2 separate regions of the Mus musculus genome follow, and region 1 is linked to region 2. Evidence: chromatin contacts called from public promoter capture Hi-C data. All regions are on one chromosome and are shown on one strand. Each heading gives the region's core, a stretch centred on a gene start, on an enhancer-like site or on the middle of the called end of the contact. The rest is flanking DNA. Distances are from core to core; before and after follow the strand shown. Region 1 holds the start of Micall2 (MICAL-like 2). Region 2 holds the start of Taf6 (TATA-box binding protein associated factor 6).

Region 1 (4,182 bases), core at 321-2,820, 1.5 Mb before region 2:
GCTGGGAAGGGCCGGTTCACACTGTTGCTGTCATAGTCCGGTCCATCTGATGACATATAGATTCCTGAGGGTGCGGAGAAACAAAGCTGGGCAGAGGTGGCGCACACCTTTAATTCCAGCACTTGAGGAAGAAGCAGGTGGTTCTCTGTGAGTTCGAGGCCAGCCTGGTCTACAGAGTGAGTTCCAGGATAGCCAGGGCTACACAGAGAAATTCTGTCTCAGAAACAAAACAAAACAACAAAAGAACATTCAGGGCAGCCCCTGGCTCTAACTGAGGACCTGGGAGAGGTACTTTCCTTAATCACCCCTGGCATCCTCAGAGACTTGAAAGAGGCTAAGAGTCTCCTGTCTCAAGACCCCTGGAGCGTGCCCCCTCAGCCTTCCTTTCCTCCTCTGTGAATGTAGAGCGGTTATTCTGGCTGGCTTGGCACCCTTGAGGGTGAAGGGAAAGCAGACAGTATTTTAAAGTTTGAGACAGGGTCTCAGGTCGCCCATGTCAGCCTTGCACCCCATATGTATCCTGGGATAAGCTTGGATTTCTGATCTTCCAGCTTCTCCCCGCTGAGGGCTGGGATTCCAGGTGTGTGCCATCACGACCAGTATCTGTCTGATGGGAAAGCACACTACTCAGCAAGGTCCACCCCAGCTTCCAACCAGACAGCTTTGTAGACCCTGAAAAGGGACACTCCTCAGAGGTTGCATCTACCCTAGCCTCTGTTTTCCCATTTGTCAACAGGCTGCCAACTCTAGAGGCTGAGGCAGGAGGATGAGTTAGGCAGACTAGGCAGCTTGGCCTCAACTTTAAAAAATAAAATAAAATAAAAGAACGCTGTTGCGGGTTTGGACTGGAGAGATGGGTCAGTCGTTAAGAGCATTTGCTGCTCTTCCAGAAGTCCTGGGGTTTAGTTTCCAGCACCCACATGGCAGCACAACCCGCTCCAACTCCGATTCTAGAAGAGCAGGGGCCTTCTTCAGGTCTCCCGGGCTACCAGACACACAAGGGGTGCAGATACACTTTCAGACCAAAGCCCATATGCATAAGATAGAATTAAAAGTAAGAAAGAAAACCGTAGCTGGGAGTGTAGCTCAGCTGGTGGTATGCTTGCCTGGCATGCAGGAAGCCTCAGGGTCCATACCCAGCACTGCACAAACCAGGCATGGTGTGGGGCACAAGCCTGTAATCCGAGAGCAGTAAAGGAGGTGGAGGCTGGGGAATCTGAAACACAAGGTCATCTTTGCTTTTATAATAAGCTAGAGGCCAATGCGAGCTACATTGGTCCCGGTCTCAAGGAAAACAAAAAAAGAAAACCCCGACGCCTCTGCTGGGAGTTATGGCTAAAGGCCAAGGCGGGAGCCAACGCCCAGAGTACCGGGCCCCTATTCTTCAAGTCCCAGGAAAGAGGGGGCGTGGTCTTATGTGGGCGTGCCCTTTGTGGGGCGTGGGTGTGGCCTGACCAAACTGGGGCGGTGCGGCCGGAACAAGGAGCCTGTGTGGAGCTTGGAGCTGGTGAGCCAGGCCTTCAAGAGGCGTGATCTTGTGGGGGCGGGTCTGAAGAGGCGGGGCCTCTAGGGGGCGGGGCCGGCGGCCTCGCAGGCGTCAAGAGTGTGTGGGGCGCCGGTCTCCCGGTGTTCTCTTCTTCCAGCCCGGCTGGTGGTCGGCGGGTCCGGGCCTCCTGCGCGTCTCGGGCCCAAGAGGGGCCTGTAGCCAGCTCCTCGAGCCGCCAGCCCGTCCTGCCGCCCATATGGCCGCCATAAAGGCCCTGCAAGAATGGTGCCGGCAGCAGTGCGAGGGCTACCGGGACGTGAGCATCACCAACATGACCACCTCGTTCCGCGATGGCCTGGCCTTCTGCGCTATCTTGCACCGACACCGGCCTGACCTTATGTGAGTGCTCTTTAACCCCTCTGTCGGGCTCTGATGTGCCGCTGCAAACGGGAAACTGAGGCCACGCCTGCCTTGGGATCCGGGTCGGAGGTTTCAGACACACCCCTCTCAGATGGGCCACCCGGGGTAGAGCAGAGACCTGCAGGTACAGCCTATTTGGTGGTCTCCAAGGCTGTGGCAGTCAAGTAGCCTCTGTGCAGGCCACCAAGTGCAGCTGGGCCAGGGGCCAGGACATGGGCTGTCCAGCCGGCTTAGTCAGTGGTGACTCAGGGCAGCGTCCGCCTTCCCCGAGCTCCCTGAGAAAGGGCAAAGGAACAGCTCCTGGGGGTCTGAGGTCTGGCCCCAAGATCAGGGCCATTTGAGGCTTCTAGTGGGATTACTGCCCCTCCTCTAATTTGTCTAGGCATCTTTGGGAAAGCAATCAAAGAGGGAAGCGCAAGCCTTTTAGCACCTTAGAATGACAGGAGACAATGGAGTCTGGGCCATCATCCTTGGAAGTTGTAGGAGAGGACAGGGATTGGGTCTAAAGCCTTCTATAGAAGAAGAGTCTTGGCATAGGAAGTTGGGAAGCAAGCCAGCTCTGTCTTGTTGAAGGACCTTGGCCCACAACTCAAACTGTTCTATCAGTTATTCACTTAGCAAACACTTAGGCAGACTCTGTTACAGGGACCTAAGTTAGTCTGGTGACCAGAGTCCTGAAATGGGACAAGATCACCTACAGCCCATGCCCTTCAGAGGAAAGCATTCTCCTGTACATGGTACATAAATGCAGAGTTGGCTGGTCTGGGAGTGTTTCCCAGGGAGGTCTTAGGGCTGAGTGAGGCTCCAGGCAGCACCTGTGGAGCCCACCTCAGCCAGCCTTCTTGCTGTGCAGATGGGGAAACTGAGGCTCCGAAAAGGAAAAACAAACAAATATTGTTCGTGTTACACAATGTGTCAGGAAGAGCCAGGCCTGGTGCTATCAGACTCCCTTGTGCCAAGCTTTGCTCTGCTCAGGAAGCCGGAATCTTGAGCAAGAAGTAGGCTTCTGCCCTGTGGTTATGAATTCCCCACCCCAACCCCCGAGCTGCTTGGGAGGGCCCCATGGCATGAGCCTCAGTCACTCTCAGGGAGATGGATGGTGTGAGCTCAGTGGGGCATCAGTCATGTGGAAACCAGGAAGCTGAGCTTCGATGGATGCTGGGCCAAGGATGTAGACCTTGGAAAATGGACTTGGGATGAGAACGTGGGTAGTCAGGTTTCTTCCGGTGGTGCAGGGGGAGTCTGGATGATGATGCAGAGTGGGGAGCTCAGATGAGAACTATGTGACGAGTTCTCAAGTGGAGGAGACGATGATGTTGGATTTTGGCTGGATTAGCCTCAGCTGGTAATTGGACAGGGACAGGGCCTTTGCAGACATGGGGTTTCCTCTGCTCCGAAGCAGGGACTATGTGTGCTCATGGCCTGACATGTAGTCCCCACAGAGGAGGAGAGGTGTACACGAAGAGATATATGTTTATTTATACTTGTATGTTTACTTGTGTGTGCATGTATATGCTGGCACAGGCAAGTGTTAAAGATTTGCTCACTTATCTAATGAGTGCCTACTGTATACAGCATAAGGTCATCTAGTGCAGGGAGCAACTTCTGGTCTCAGAGACAGAAGTTCAAGGTAATGACAGGGAACAGGGAACCAAGAGTTGGTGACAGGAAGGAGGCTGGACGAAGAGGTGCCTGCTCAGTTCACTCTGGGAGGGTTATCTCACACTGCTGACTTCCTTGCGGTCTCCCCAGCTGGACTGATAGCTCAAGTCTCTTAGTTAACCCGGTATGGCAACCTGGAGGTGGTTACAATGTAGCTGGAGCCCTACAGATAAGGGCCTGCCTTGTGGGCTCAGTAGATGTAGAAGTTTGGTAGGAGCTTGTGTGCATTTGGAAGGAGTTTGAAGGTGACAGAAGTAGGAAGTCCAGAGGTGGAGACAAGGGACACCCTGGGGCTTTCAGAAGCTGGGAGGGATAAGACCCTCTGTCCTGTAGCAAGTATGTCACTGCTACACCTTCACACTGGATCCCTGGCCTTTGGGAATCTGAGGACAGGTAGCCCTGGGTGTGGATTGTGTAATAGCAGTGGTGGAAAGAGCGTAGGGATTTTGGCAAGAATCACACTGATGAGATTGTAAAGCAGTGGTTCTCACTCAGCCTGTGGGTTGCAATCTTCTTGGTGGGGGTTAGGGTGTGTGTCAAATGACCCTTTTACAGGGGTTGTCTGAGACCATTGGAAAACACAGATAAGATTCATTAACAGTAGCAAAACTATA
Region 2 (4,654 bases), core at 506-3,005:
CCAGTCAGTGGTGGCGCACACCTTTAATCCCAGCACTCGGGAGGCAGAGGCAGGTGGATTTCTGAGTTTGAGGCCAGCCTGGTCTACAGAGTGAGTTCCAGAGTTCCAGGACAGCCAGGGCTACACAGAGAAAACCTGTCTCAAAAAAAAAAAAAAGTGTTTTTACAGCTCTCCCCTCACTCCAAAGTTGGCTTAGGGTCTGGGAAAACAGTTCTGTAAGTAAAGCACTTTTAAGCTTGAGGACCTGAGTTCAGATCCTAAGAACCTCTGCAATGTTAGGTGATGTGGCACACGCTATCCCAGCATTCTGAGGTCAGAACTAGAGACAGGGGGTTCATATAGTTAACTTCTGCCTTTAATCCCAGCAGAGGCAAGTGGATTTCGGAGTTAGAGACCAGTCTGGTCTACAGGCAAGTTCCAGGACAGCCAGAGCTATAAAGAGAAACCCTGTCTCCACCCCCACCCCGACTCAGAAGAGTGGGGACACAGATGCAAAAATAAGTGAGAGATTAGAATCAAGTCATGGGTGTCAATGATAAAAACATGTTGTTGGGTGTAAAGTGAAGCAATAATGAATCCAAAGAAAAAGTTAGAGTTAGGGAGCCACAGGATATTTATTCAGTGACCTGGCTTCCTCCCTGTTGGGGATGGGAGGGGTGGTTGGGGGGAGGGCATTTACTAATGTAGCCAGAGGCCATGCTGCTTGTTGTAAAATCCCTACAGTGCACCCCATCTGCAAAGCCTCACACCGATGGGCAACTTCTAAGTGGTGTGGTGTCTTCATCTTCTCTTTATGAACTTCAGCTGGGGACTTACTCACCTTTAAAACCCCTAAAGGGGGCCATCAGGCCTGTAATTTAAGAGCGTCTCTGCCAGGGCGGGACTCAGTATGCCTATAAGGAATGAGTATTACACCCCACCCATGCAGATTGTCCAGATTTTTAACAAGGAGAGAAACGACTGAGGAAGATGCTCCATAGAGCCAGCGTTACAGGTTCTTGAACTACAATTCCCACAATACATTGGGGCCCAAGCCCGCAAGAAAAACCTAGATCCTTCTGGATGCCACCTGGGAAATGTAGTGCCACCTTAACCCTGCTTTCCCTCCCTTGTTCCCATTCAAGTGTTACCAAGCTCCAACAGAACCTCTTTCAAGACAGTCTAGTGATCCATCTATCCTAGCCCATTTGATTCAGCCTAGAGTTAGAGAGGCAGGAGGTAGATAGGGAGATGTAAATAGCAACTACTCCGTTTCTGTACCTTCGCATTTGCTGGGCAAACGTTCTGTGTCATCTTCCTCCTCTTTTGTCGCCTCAGCCCAAGCACCGTACGCTGCCAGGATGAAAAGCAGTATCTCCAGCCGCACAGGTCCCATGATAAAACGCAGTCCACACATACAACCACCCTTTGCCTTCAGACCAACTTCTGGAAGGCAGCGGGCCCTTTAAATTTAGGCGAAGCCCGCAGCAAGCTTTAAAAAAAAAAAAAAAAAAATCATAGAACGGTCAGCGCATGCTCAGAGCCAGCCCGAAAGTGGGTGGAGCGTGATGGCTCAGTTTTGTGGCGCCTTCTGAAGGTCCTGACAGCTGGGTAATGAAGATACAAATTGAAGTAATTAGAATAGAGTAATATGATCTTTACACATGCACGTAGAATGAAATTTTTATATAATTTCAGACTGTGAAACGATATGGTCTATTTTGACATAGGGAAGAACAGTGATAACTTTTTGGCTTCTGCCAGGACCTACTCCTGTCAGGGGGCGGGGCCAAGATGGCGCCGAGCGCCGGGTGAGCGGCGCTTTGGCAGCGGTGAGAGGCTTTTACTGCTCCCGGTGCTTGGCTGGCGGGGGAAAGTCTGAGGTGTATCCGTGAGGAGACCCTTTGAAAGGGCCCATGTGAGGACTGGGAAGAAGACGGTTGGTTGTGTGTCCGTGCTCGTGGGGACCCTGTGCGTGACTGCACTGGAAGGATGGTGGGGCGATGTAGTGGCTTGTGAACCTCCTGTAGCGCTGCCCGGGTAATCTTCGAATCACTTCCCTAGCTGAGAAAAATGATGTAAAGATATAGCTCAAGTTATCCCTTCTCTAAGAAGTCTTCCTGTCGCTTCCACTGATCTGAGAAACTCCCGAGGCTGCTAGAGTGTTTTATGAAACCTTAGTGGCAAGGGTACCACCACAGAGGACTGGGACCCGACCAGGTACAGAGTATGTGCTGAATAATTGTATTTCCTGTAGACAAGATTTAACAAAAGTCTGAGAAGACTTGGAATGAAAAGAACCAGTCCCTAGCACTCAGTTCTGAACACTCTTGAGGTTGGTTTCATGTCCAGTGTCAGGCAAGCTCCTTTCCTTTTAACCACAGAGTAAACTCCAAGCTTGAGTCTGTGTCTTTTTCATTTTGGTAATTGTTATACCAAGTATTTAGTGAACACTTACACCTTATTCATGCTGGGCAGTGGTGGCTCACGCCTTTAATCCCAGCACTTGGGAGGCAGAGGCGGGCGGATTTCTGAGTTCTAGACCAGCCTGGTCTACAAAGTTAGTTCCAGGACAGCCAGAGCTATACAGAGAAACCCTGTCTCGAAAAACCAAAAAAAGGAAAGAAAAAAAGAAAAAAAAAGACTTATTCATATATTTAACAATGCCCTAGGCACCAGATAGGTCAGTGAACATAACAGACATATTCTTGTTTACTGGTGGGGTAAGGATAATAAACAAGAAGAAATAATAGCCAGGCTTGGTGGTAAACAGCTGTAAAAGGCAGGAGGCTCTCCAAATCAAGACCACGGGATGAATTCCAGACGAGCCTGAGACCCAATTGTAGAAGGGTTGTTTAACATGTGGAAGGTCTTAGATTTAATCTAGAGTGATTTTATATATATACATATTATATCACTATTATTAAGAAGAAGAAGAAAACATAGCAAACAGGTAAAGCCAGGCATGGTGGTATGTGCTTGCAATCCCAGTACTTGGGAGGTAGAGGCCAAAGGACCAGTGTTGTCTACCTAGTGAATTTGAAGCCAGTGGGGCTATAGGAGACCTGCCCCTAAAGAGAGGTGGGTGGGGTCAGGTAGTCAGCCAAACACGTTTAGGAAGAACACAACAAAAGCTATAAAGCCAAGTACATGTCTGTCAGATTTAAAGGACAGCAAGGAGAATGATGTCAGGGTAAAGTGGGAGGGGGCGGGGCAGGTGATCAGAGATATGAGAGAAAAGAAAGAAACCATCTTAGACAGGAACTTATTGCAGAGTCGGGATGGCCTCAAACTTGCTGTCCCCACTTTAGCCTCCAGGGTACTGGGAATATGGGTGTACAGCATGTACACTCTGAAGCCTGACATGAAACCCAAGGCAGTCCACTGAAATTAGAAGTGTTAACCCCTACACCTGGACAGGAGGCAAGGGGAGTCGTTATAGGAAAGAAATAGTTACCTAGTTTATATTTTGACAGACCACTTTGGTTTTAAGAAACAAACGCACAAAAAAAGCCAAGATGGAAATAGGAACACCTTGTCCAGCGACTGAGTTCAGCAGATGAATAGGTGATAATCATCTGGGCCAAAAAGGGTCGGGTTGGGCTGCCTGGTAAGTTTTAAAGTTCTGCTGGGAATCAAACCCAGGCCCATGTGCATGCTAAGTACCTTACTACTGAACCACATCTTCCAGCCTGGTGGATTTGATTTAAGCGTCCATATAAGAATGACTTGTGCCGGATGTGGTGATGCACGCCTATAGTCCCAGCACTTGGAAAGTACCCGGAGTTCAGGGCCATTCTCAGCCACATATGGAGTAAGAGACTAGCCTAGGCTACAGAGGCCCTATTTAAAAAAAAAAAAAAAAAAAAAAGCCTGAGCCAGGCAGTGGTGGTACACGCCTTTAATCCTATCATCCAAGAGACAGAGGCAGCCAGATCACTGACTTTGAGGCCAGCCTGGTCTACAGAGCAAGTTCCAGGTCAGCTGGGGTTACACAGCCTTGGGGTGGAAGGACAGGGGACAAACTGGTCTGGAGATGTAGCTCAGTTGTTAGAGTATTTCCCAGACCACAAAACTGTAGAGGTACATGTCTGTAATCCTAGAACTAGGAAGGTAGAAGCAAAAGAATCCAGAGTCAAGGCTAGCTTTCATTACAGAGTTTAAGGTGTGGCTACAGAAATCCTGTACACAAAACTAAGAGCAAACAAACAAAATTGTCACTGGGCATGTTAATACATGCCTGTAATCCCAGTACTTGAAAGGCAGAAGCAGGAGGCTAGAATTAGAAGTGTCACGGCTGCATAGTGAGCCCCTGTGTCTAAAAGGAGAAAGGACAGGCCAAGCTGTTGTTTGGTAGCTTTGCTTTGAGGGTGAGCTGCAAGGAAGGAAGGAAGGAACTCAGATGTAGGGTTTGAATTATTTTTCCTTTTTATCTTACCCCACCCCACTATCAGGATCTCCATCTTTCCATCCTGGGGAGGCATCCTTCCAGGGACAGGAGCTGGAATTCCAGCATGGCCGAGGAGAAGAAACTGAAACTCAGCAATACTGTGTTGCCCTCTGAGTCCATGAAGGTGGTGGCAGAATCTATGGGCATTGCTCAGATTCAGGAGGAGACTTGCCAGCTACTGACAGATGAGGTCAGCTACCGCATCAAGGAGATTGCCCAGGTAAC

The links. Promoter capture Hi-C pulls out the DNA fragments that hold promoters and counts their contacts.
Region 1: a contact with region 2 is called in a promoter capture Hi-C map of cranial neural crest. The contact joins the promoter of Micall2 here to the promoter of Taf6 in region 2. A contact is called at or near these places in 2 of 39 promoter capture datasets (cranial neural crest and maxillary cranial neural crest) and 2 of 115 datasets of contacts at active chromatin or transcription factors (embryonic stem cells and large pre-B cells).

Annotation. Positions count from the first base shown.
Region 1 is chr5:139,733,721-139,737,902 of GRCm38.p6, reverse strand. It overlaps Micall2 (MICAL-like 2), which reads left to right and starts at 1,570. Exons shown (of 17, transcript NM_174850.3): 1 at 1,570-1,885. The coding sequence starts at 1,743.
Region 2 is chr5:138,184,327-138,188,980 of GRCm38.p6, reverse strand. It overlaps Taf6 (TATA-box binding protein associated factor 6), which reads left to right and starts at 1,755. Exons shown (of 15, transcript NM_009315.4): 1 at 1,755-1,811; 2 at 4,434-4,649. The coding sequence starts at 4,494. Cnpy4 (canopy FGF signaling regulator 4) reads right to left here and starts at 1,446. Exons shown (of 6, transcript NM_178612.4): 1 at 1,261-1,446. The coding sequence starts at 1,396.